Regions from separate parts of the Triticum aestivum genome. Here region 2 is linked to region 1. The links are chromatin contacts, called in public Hi-C maps. All regions are on one chromosome and are shown on one strand. The core of a region is the stretch at or near the end of the contact, and the rest is flanking DNA. Distances in the headings are between cores, read along the strand shown. Region 1 holds the start of LOC123121077 (brassinosteroid LRR receptor kinase BRL1). Region 2 has its middle 27 kb from the start of LOC123121084.

Region 1 (4,815 bases), core at 1,544-4,043:
GAGCAGTCCGGCGCCGGGGCAGATGTTGCCGGCCTCGTTGCGGAGGAAGACGAACTCCTTCCCTGACACGATCCCCTCCGGAACGAGCCCCGCCTGGGCTGCCAGCTCCGAGGGTATCGTGCCGGTGAAGCCGTTGCTGTTGAGGTCCAGCCATATGAGGTTGTTGCACCTGCCGAGCTCCGCCGGCACGCGCCCGGAGAGCTGGTTCTTGTTGAGCTGCAGGATGGCCAGCTTCTGGAGCTTGGAGAAGCCCGGCGGCACGCCCCCGGTGAGACGGTTGGCCGACAGCGACACCCAGATGAGGTTCACGCAGCTTGTGATGGACGGCGGGATGCCTCCGGTGAAGTTGTTGTAGCTTATCACCAGTGTCGCCAGCGCGGTGCCATTGGAACATAGGATGTCCGGTATCGCGCCGGACAGGCCATTCGCCCACATGACCAGATCGACCAGCTTCGGCAGAGTGATTACTTCTGGCGGGATCTGACCAACCAGGAAATTGAAGCTCAGATCAATGGACTCCAGGTTAGCGCAGTTGCCGAGCGACGTCGGCACAGTGCCGTTGAGGTAGTTGTTTGGGAGGAACAGCTTCTTCAGAGAAGGCAGTGATGAGCACAGGTCCGGCATGAGTTCTCCGTCGAGCTCGTTGGACCCGAGGTCGATCTCCTCCAGCAATGGGCACCCCGCCGCGAGCGCCGGCAGCGGGTTCGCGCCGGTGATGTTGTTGAATGCAAGCCGCAGCACGCGGAGCGAGGAGATGGTGCTGACGACGCTGGCCACAAAGTCTCCAGAGAGCTGGTTCGCTCTGAGGTCGAGCACCTCGAGGGAGCTGCATTTTGCAAAGCTCGCCGGCAAGCCACCGACCAGCCGGTTGCTCGACAGGTCCAGATCGACGATTCTGCCGCACAGCTGGCCCAGCTCCTCCGGTATCGGGCCGGCGAACTCGTTGCCGGCCAATGCCAGTCTCTTCAGAGAAGGAAGTTCGGTGAAGAAGGTCGGTATTGAGCCGGAGAGAAGCTTGTTCCCTGACATGTCGAGCGTCTCGAGGCGCCGGCAGTTGGTGAGACCCGGCGGCAATCCGGTGCTGCTTAGGACATTGTTGGACCAATCAAGCACCGTCAGGTTGCCGCACACGCCGAAGTTGTACCCAGAGACATCACCGGTTAGGTTGTTTCGGGCAATGCTCAGGTACGTCAAGTTGGCCGGCGCGGTCGCCATGAACTCGGCGGGGAGCGCGCCTGAGATCTGGTTCCACGATACGTCGAGCGTGGTGACCACGCTGCACGACGCCAGCTCCGGCAGCCGGCCCGTGAAGAGGTTGGCGGAGAGGTTGAGGTAGCGCAGGCCATGGCAGCCGGCGAAGGAGTAGTTGAGCAGGCCGGCGTCCTCCAGGTGGTTGCGCGACAGGTCGAGCGACCGCAGCGACGACGCAAACGGGAACCCACCGCCGGCGAGGGCGTTCCTCGACAGGTTCAGGAACCGCAGCGCGCCGCAGGACGACAGGAACGCCGGGGGCAGCGTCCCGTTGAAGGCGTTCGAGGATATGTCCACCTCCACGAGCGCGCACGACGACGACGACGGCGGCGCGTGCGAGAGGTTGCCGTAGAAGGCATTGCGGCGCAAGTCGAGACGCTGCAGCGTCGGGAGGGAAAGGAGCGCGCCGAGCTGAAGGTCGCCGGCGAGTTCCATGCCGCTGAGGTTGACGGCGACGACCCGGCCGTCGAGCGGTGGCGCGCACGTGACGCCGGCCCACGAGCAGGGCGCGGTGGAGTTGGCCGCGGCGCCGGACGCCCAGGTCGTGAGAGCGCCGCGCGGGTCGTCCACCACGGACGCGCGCCTGAAGGCGAGCAGCGCCGCCGCCTCGCCGGCGTCGGCAATGGCGGGCGCCAGCAGCCGGAGCAGCACGAGCAAGAAGAAGAAGCCCGCAGTGAAGGGCGACATGGCTTCGGGTCCTCTGCGTGCAGCCGTCGATTCTTGCAAGGAAGGAGGAGAAAACGGAGATGCCGGCGGCGGCGGTGGGAGTTGCGTGCTGCCGTGTTGTTGGGTGGCTTCACATGTCGACGGAGAACATTTGGGTCGCAATTTCCCTGCAGATACGTTGAAATTTCAGCTCATCTTCACTAGGGAAACAAGCTTAGCCCGAACAATTCGCTCGTGTACAAAGAACAAAATAAAGAGAGCCTAAGGAATCTTGGCAGGGGAAAGCACGCAAGAACAATGGGAGCAAATGGGAAATTCTTGGGCCAAATTCAACACTCTAAACCCCCAAAACCCAAAACGTGATAGAACCCATGAAACGAATCCTAGTAAGAAACAAGCTCCAACTGGGACGCAACGCACAAACATGCCCCAGGCAACCCAGCCAAAAAAAGTGCAATTGCAACCTTCAAACCACCAAAAACCCAGCCAAACATTGGCTGCAACGAAACCAAGAAGCAGCATAATGAAAGGGGAGATTAGGAAAGCCGCGCACCTTGGCCAGGAGGAGAAGTAGGGTGCCTGAACCCGAAACCTCATCAAGAAAGCAACGGAGGAAGAAATCCCACAGGTTGAGAAGAGGGAGTTCGCAGCAGAATCTATCTAGCTGCCGCAAGAATCGCAGGCGAGGACAAGGGAAGGGAAGAGAGATGCTGCTGGACGAGGAAGAAGCAGAAGCAGAGGAAGCACACACAGGCCTACACTTGACTATTTAAGTAGCAGGGGAGGGAGGGAGGGAGGGACAGAGCTCCGGCGCGCTACTAGCCTGCTACTCAACCGCCATTAGTTTTAGCGAGCAGCCTCCCCTCCACGGGGCTTGTTTGCTTGCGACGGCAATTTTGCCCGAAAAGAAGGGGGGCGCCGAGTTGTTTATTCGCGGGAGAACGGGGGGAGGCTGCGCGGGTTTCCAAGGGTAATTACTCGGCCTCGGCGAGGGGCTGGATGGAAATGGTTTGGGTGCTCGAAATGCTCGCTTTATTTTCTCTTCTTTCTTTCCTTAGCATGCATGTGTGTGGGGATCTCTTCAGCTCAGCGTCCGAGTGAGGCTGAGTCCGGTCAAAGCTGGGATTTGATTCCCCCGAGCGAGAGGGAGCCCGGCTTTCGGGCATCATCTCCTGCTCCCAGGCACACGGACCACACGTTGGGGCACCGGGGATTTGCTTCACGTTGATTCCCTTTCTGTGACGTTTTGGAGGGGGAAATCCTGCATTTTTTGTAGGGCTGGAGTTCCTAAGAACTTTTGCTATGGGTGTTCCTTTATTTTGATAGGGATCCCTTGATGTAATTTCTATTACTTATGGGATGCTTTGTGCTTTCAATGAATTTTTATAGTAGGTCTGGATCGTATCACAAGAAGACAAAATCTTATAGCAATTTTTTGTATGAATTCTTCGCACTTCATTTTATAGGAAAAGAAATCATCTCCTCAAATCCATTAGGGTTGGATTGGGTAAAACATTGCAATCTTGTATTTTCTAAAAGAATCGTGTTTTATAAATCCAGCGGATCAAAGTGGCTACATGTCCTTCCGATCAAATGAATGGTGCCACCTAAATTCTTATGCCTCGGTTTGACAGGAATTTATATGCCTCCAAGAAAATGGCTCCTACATCTAGTCGGATGGCTCAGCGGGTAGCGGAATGGTCCATCGAGGACACCTAGGTGACATCGTGTTCCCCTCCCGCCGTTTGTCAGTTTCTGCGTTGATGCTCTACAGTCTGGATTGGCCGAGATCAACGAGGGCTTTGCCCAAGCGTTACAATGGTCACTGCTTCCCATTATCCTGGAGTCGGACTGCCTCGAGGCAGCGAAGGCCATTTTTTCTCTTGAGTGTTGATAGGTTTCGTCACTCAATGTTGGTCCAAGAGGTGAAGTTTCTGTTTCAAGAGGGAGATACATGTTGCTCATATCAGTCAAACTCAGAACGTTGTTACTCACTTCCTTGCTACTTGTGGTAGGGTTGAGGCATGTACGGCGGGTTTTATTTGGTTGGGGCCTCCTCTGGTCCCCATCTTTGTAAGGAGGATTACCACATGATGAGTAATACGCCTTCTCTCGTCCCCATCTTTTGTAAGGATGATTACCACATGATGGAGTAACACAAACCATTTTCCACGCAAAACGAATGATATGACTTTCAACATTCACTCCAACCTATTATTTATGCTCATTCGGATCAAGTATTTTCCTAGTGAATAGAAATTTCCTTATCCTAGGATCATATACTCATGATCTAGTACTTATAAGTTTTCAAAAAAATGTAAATGATATATAGATACATGTGAAATTTGGTAGCAAAATATGATATTATCTAACCCGGGGAAGAATATCAAATTAAGTTATTGTACAACGAGCTATATTGTGTTGCAATATTGCGATGTAATAATGGTTTTTAAGTTAAAGTAAGTACATCCACAAATGATCTTATCACTTTACTGAAATCACAAGTGCATGTTCCTGTCCATATTGTAAATTAGATAATGCCCCGCGAGTTACCGCGTGAATCGGTTGCAATGTATTGTTTGATGCGATCTGATTATCTGGAATTTGAATACGAGAATGAATACTAAAAATCATTGTTGAGGAAATCATTAACTGGTAGCTACTCGGTTGGCCGGTGAGTAGGGGGTTAATAGGCTAATCAGTAAGTTAAACCATTAACCGGACGATTTATCAGTTTATCGGCTACTCGGTGACCTTGCGAGTAGGGATTTATCGGCATGTTAACTGGTTAACCGGACGAATTCTTGAATAGAGCTAAAATCACGTATGACTTGTATGTAAGTAGTATTTGTCATGCATGTTGAGAGAAATAAAAGGAGTGGGGTTGATGAATTGGGA
Region 2 (4,609 bases), core at 1,823-4,322, 180 kb after region 1:
ATTACAACTCGATACTAGAACTAAATATGACTCTATATGAATGCCTCCGGCGATGTACAAGATGTGCAATGATCTAGCATAACATGTATAAAAATGATGAACTGTGGCTGAGCCACAAATACTATGTCAGCTATATGATCATGCAAAGCAATATGACAATGATGATTTGTGTCATAATAAAACTGAATGGTGGAAGTTGCATGGCAATATATCTCGGAATGGCTATGAAAATGCCATAATAGGTAGGTATGGTGGCTGTTTTGAGGAAGATAAGGAGGCGTATGTGTGATAGAGCGTATCATATCACGGGTTTGGTTGCACCTGCAAAGTTTGCACCACATCCCAAGGTGAGAAAGGGCAATGCACGGTACCGAAGAGGCTAGCAAATTGCGGAAAGGTAAGAGTGCGTATAATCCATGGACTCACATTAGTCATAAAGAACTCGCATACTTATTGCAAAAGTTTATTAGCCCTCGAAGCAAAGTACTACTACGCATGTCCCTAGGGGGATAGATTGGTAGGAAAAGACCATTGCTCATCCCCGACCGCCACTCATAAGGAAGACAATCAATAATAAATCATGCTCCAACTTCTTAGCATAATGGGAGACCATACGTGCATGCTACGGGAATCACAAACCTTAACACCAATATTCCTACTAAACCACAATTACTCACTAGCACAACCCGCATATTACCACCTTTATATCACAAAACTATTCCAAGGAATCAAACTTATCATATTTGGTGATCTACATGAAAGTTTTTATTATATCCCTCTTCAATACCTATCATATTAGGATCAAATTCATAACCCATACTAATTTCCATTACTATTATCAACTCTCAAAAAGGTATAAGTGAAGCATGAGAGTGCAACTATTTCTTTAAAATCTAACCACCGCCGTGCTCTAAAAGATATGAGTGAAGCACTAGAGCAACTGTCTAACTTAAAACATATAAGTGAAGCACATAGAGTATTCTAACAAATCACGAATAATGTGTGTCCCTCTCAAAAAGGTGTGTCGAGCAAAGATGATTGTGACAAACTAAAATGCAAACAAAGAAAAGACTCATATAATACACGACGCTCCAAGCAAAACTCATATCATGTGATGAATACAAATATAGCTCCAAATAAAATTACCGATAGTTGGTAGAAGAAAGAGGGGATGTCTTCCGGGGCATCCCCAAGCTTAGATGCTTGGGAGTCCTTGAATATTACCTTGGGTGCCTCGAGCATCCCCAAGCTTAGGCTCTTGCCACTCCTTATCCCTTCATCCATTGTGATCTCCCTCAAAATTTGAAAACTTTAGCACACAAAACTCAACAAAACCTTTCATGACGGTTACCCTTGACGAAAGCACTTCCATGTCGCGGTAATTATCGTCATGAAAGTTGACACTTTCGTAATGATAATTTAAGTATTGTCATGGAATACTTTTACGACAGCACAGGTATGACTATCTTGATTCTGTCATAAAATCTTCACAGATGTGCATGCATGACAGCAAGCGTGATCTACTGTGACAAAGATGTATCATCATGGAAGTGTTTTTTTTGTAATGGCATCAAAGGAATTTCTTTTTGAAGACCAAAAAAATAAAAAAATAAATACATTTAGAAATTTCTCATGGGAAGAGGCCCAGGGGTGCCTGGCGCCTACCGGGGAGAGGCCTGTGGGGCCCATGCAGCCCCAGGTCGTGACCCCCTGGGTCGTGACCCCCTGGGTCGTGAGCCAGAATGTTCAATTTTGTGCCAATGTCGAGCACTGCAACTGTGATATCTCGCCCGGTCGTTCATGAGGCCTACAACGGGTGCTACTGACAAACGCATCTTCACATCCATATGGTTAACATGACAAGTGACGGGTCTCATAGAGGAGGAAACGGGTCAAAGGAGACCGAAATGAGTCCTGGCATGCCGGCAACCGGCAGAAATGGCGTGCAGGGGTATATACCTAATTTATTTGCATTCCTTAGTGGCACAACCACAATTGAAATTCTTTTATTTAGTTGCACAATTGAAATTCTCGTGGCAGCCTTCGAATATCTGGGTCACTTTGCTTAATTGCACGAACCAATTTTACTTTTTTTTGTGGGGTGAACCAAATTTTCCTACATAAAATTGCCTTCGATGACCAGAACCAAATATATTTCTCAACATGCAAAAAATAAACATCAAGCCTCACCTGACAAACAAACTGCTAAACTAGTCATCGAGTCTCCGATGCATGCATCACCTGAAAACTATTTCTCGGAGTCCTTGTTTTATTTTTCCCTCTCATTATTGAGATGATAAGCATGTTTTATTTTCTCCGAGCAAGCGTGCAACTTGGTTGGAACGACCTGTAAGCAACGATGAGGTGAACATCTCACTCCTTTTCAAGGCCAAATTAAAAATGCCGTCCACTTGGTCATACTAATGCTTGAATTAAGCAGCTGGCCCTCCACGCACGGGTGTCGAATCCAAAGATTTATTTTACTTTATAATGTGCATACGCCATACTTGATACATTCATGCATGTGTGATGCAATATATGCCTTCTTTTATTTATGCTTTGCTTCTTCTAACTAGAAAAATGCAACTTCCGACGAGTAGTAGTTGAACACAATACCATAGAAGAAAATACAGCTCATTGATCGATCAATGAAGACTAGGAACATTTGAGTTTTGAAAAAAAAAATACATCTTATATTTTAAAGTGGAGGGATTATTATGTTTATTTAGCAAAAGGGATTTTTTGCGAATCATTTATCAAGGAAATTAATCGAGAGTGATTTGTATATGTTTAGAGAGGAAACCAAGAGTTTTTGCATGACCTTGCATGTTGGTCTAGTCTAGATATCTAGACTAGATAAAAAGGCGCTTTGTGTGACGATCCAAAAGACGTCGCCGTCGACGTGATGGATCAGCGGCGACAAACACCGGTATTCGAGCGCGTCACGCAACATCGCTCCATATTCTTATCGCCAACATGCATACATTTTCAAAAGGGGACGCAGCAGTTAGGCGTACAAACGCGACGATTATCTCTCTCCAGTAGTTGACTTGCTCTCTGCTCTTCCGGCCGGCCGGCCGGCCAGCCCTTAAACTGCTAACTGCTCGTTCACAGTTCATATCTTACGGGCATCTCCATTGTGTAGACACGTAGAATTTTTTATTTTTTTTTAAACACAGTATAAGCGCAGATGCTTACATACACGCACATACACCCACCGTTAAATATAGAGGACCTTGTTCGTGTAGGATCGTATTGCATAAAAAAAAGTCCCTAGCTAAATGGCTATGTGTTCCTCAAAAAAGAAAAAAGCTAACTTTTTTTTGAAAGACCGGCAAATCACCGGCTTCATTGATTTAGCAAAAAGCAGTGGAAACATGTAGATCAAGTGATCAAGTGGATGAAATTAGAAAAGTACAGCTATCTCCCCTCTGATTAGGCTAATTTTCACTAATTGTGTCCCCGAAGGGAGGCTCTATGAATTTGGCTCCGGCCAATCTCCATTGCTCGATATTGGTCCTAATCGCCGCGATGACATCTTCCACCCGAGGTGTTTTTGCCCGGAAAACGCAGTGGTTTCTTTCCCTCCATAATTCCCAGGCGATCATGATGATCAGAGTTCTGATTCCGCGCCTGTTTGCGGTAGCAGTCTTGTTGATGAGGAGTTGGCAAGTCTGAGCCAAGCTGAGCGGAGACCTCGTGTCTGGTGCAAGCGAAGAGCAGCCCGACCATCTGGCACATTTCCCCCAAACCTGTTGCGAGAAAAAAGCTAACTGGCTATGTGAGATCGTGTCAAAGGATGCATAGCACGTACGTTCACACACCTTTCTTTTCGTTGAGGCTGCGTACGGTCAGACGTTTGTTTATACCATCGTGCCTAATCGGATTGGGTATATATGTTTGGTGGCCAAATTATTCTTAAGCAATATTATCACTTCATCCTTCAACGTCAAGCTACATGAATGCATGCGTCTCAGCCACGGCGCCACGCCACACACAAACATGCTGTTCTTGCTATGTGCAAGAGGTGCTTACTATTTGAGGCCTTAGTGCTAATCAACACTGTTAATCATCTGATTAGTCTGGAATAAGTCAAATTACGGAGGATTATCACTTCTTCTTTTCTACCTCCTCTGTCTAAGTTTATTGGCAGCCCTCATATTGTGGGTCGAATTTTAACCATCTATATGACTAACAAAATATGAGCTGTATGCTACAAAAAAGTACGACAATGAATTTGTATTCGAAAGAGGTTTCTTGTGATATAATTTTTGTGGCATATAGTTCACACTTTGTTGGTTCAATTTATGATCAAAATTTGACCCAAAACACAAGGGGCTAACAAAACCCGGACAGAGGAATTATTTTCCTAATTGAACACAATTAGTCAAATAGCATTATTATACATCACGAAGGTCACCCTGACCAATGGAGTTGCTGCCACAGGATAGACAGCACCCTGGGTAGAGGGGTTGAGACCTTGGTAACTAGCAAATTATTAATTGTTCTTGGCTATGTGTGGAGTCTTTTCCTTGTTAAACACTTTGTTTACTACATTTGATATCTAAGCTTGCTTCTCCAATGCAATGCATGATTACCTTTTCCCTTG

The links. Hi-C and Micro-C count contacts between places; a contact is called where the count stands out from the background.
Region 2: a Hi-C map of leaf shows a contact between it and region 1, with 2.8 times the contacts expected there. The contact joins the enhancer-like site here to the promoter of LOC123121077 in region 1. A contact is called at or near these places in 3 of 5 Hi-C or Micro-C datasets (leaf and root).

Annotation. Positions count from the first base shown.
Region 1 is chr5D:284,909,730-284,914,544 of IWGSC CS RefSeq v2.1, forward strand. LOC123121077 (brassinosteroid LRR receptor kinase BRL1) reads right to left here and starts at 2,794. Exons shown (of 2, transcript XM_044541004.1): 1 at 2,471-2,794; 2 at 1-2,084. The coding sequence starts at 1,938.
Region 2 is chr5D:285,090,834-285,095,442 of IWGSC CS RefSeq v2.1, forward strand. No RefSeq gene overlaps it. Among protein-coding and RNA genes, the nearest start is that of LOC123121084, 27 kb to the right of the region's middle. Within about 2 kb of position 3,073, at least 2 of the 8 cell types and tissues checked have an H3K27ac peak or open chromatin away from gene starts, as enhancers often do. A contact at or near this core is called in leaf and root, where this site is marked.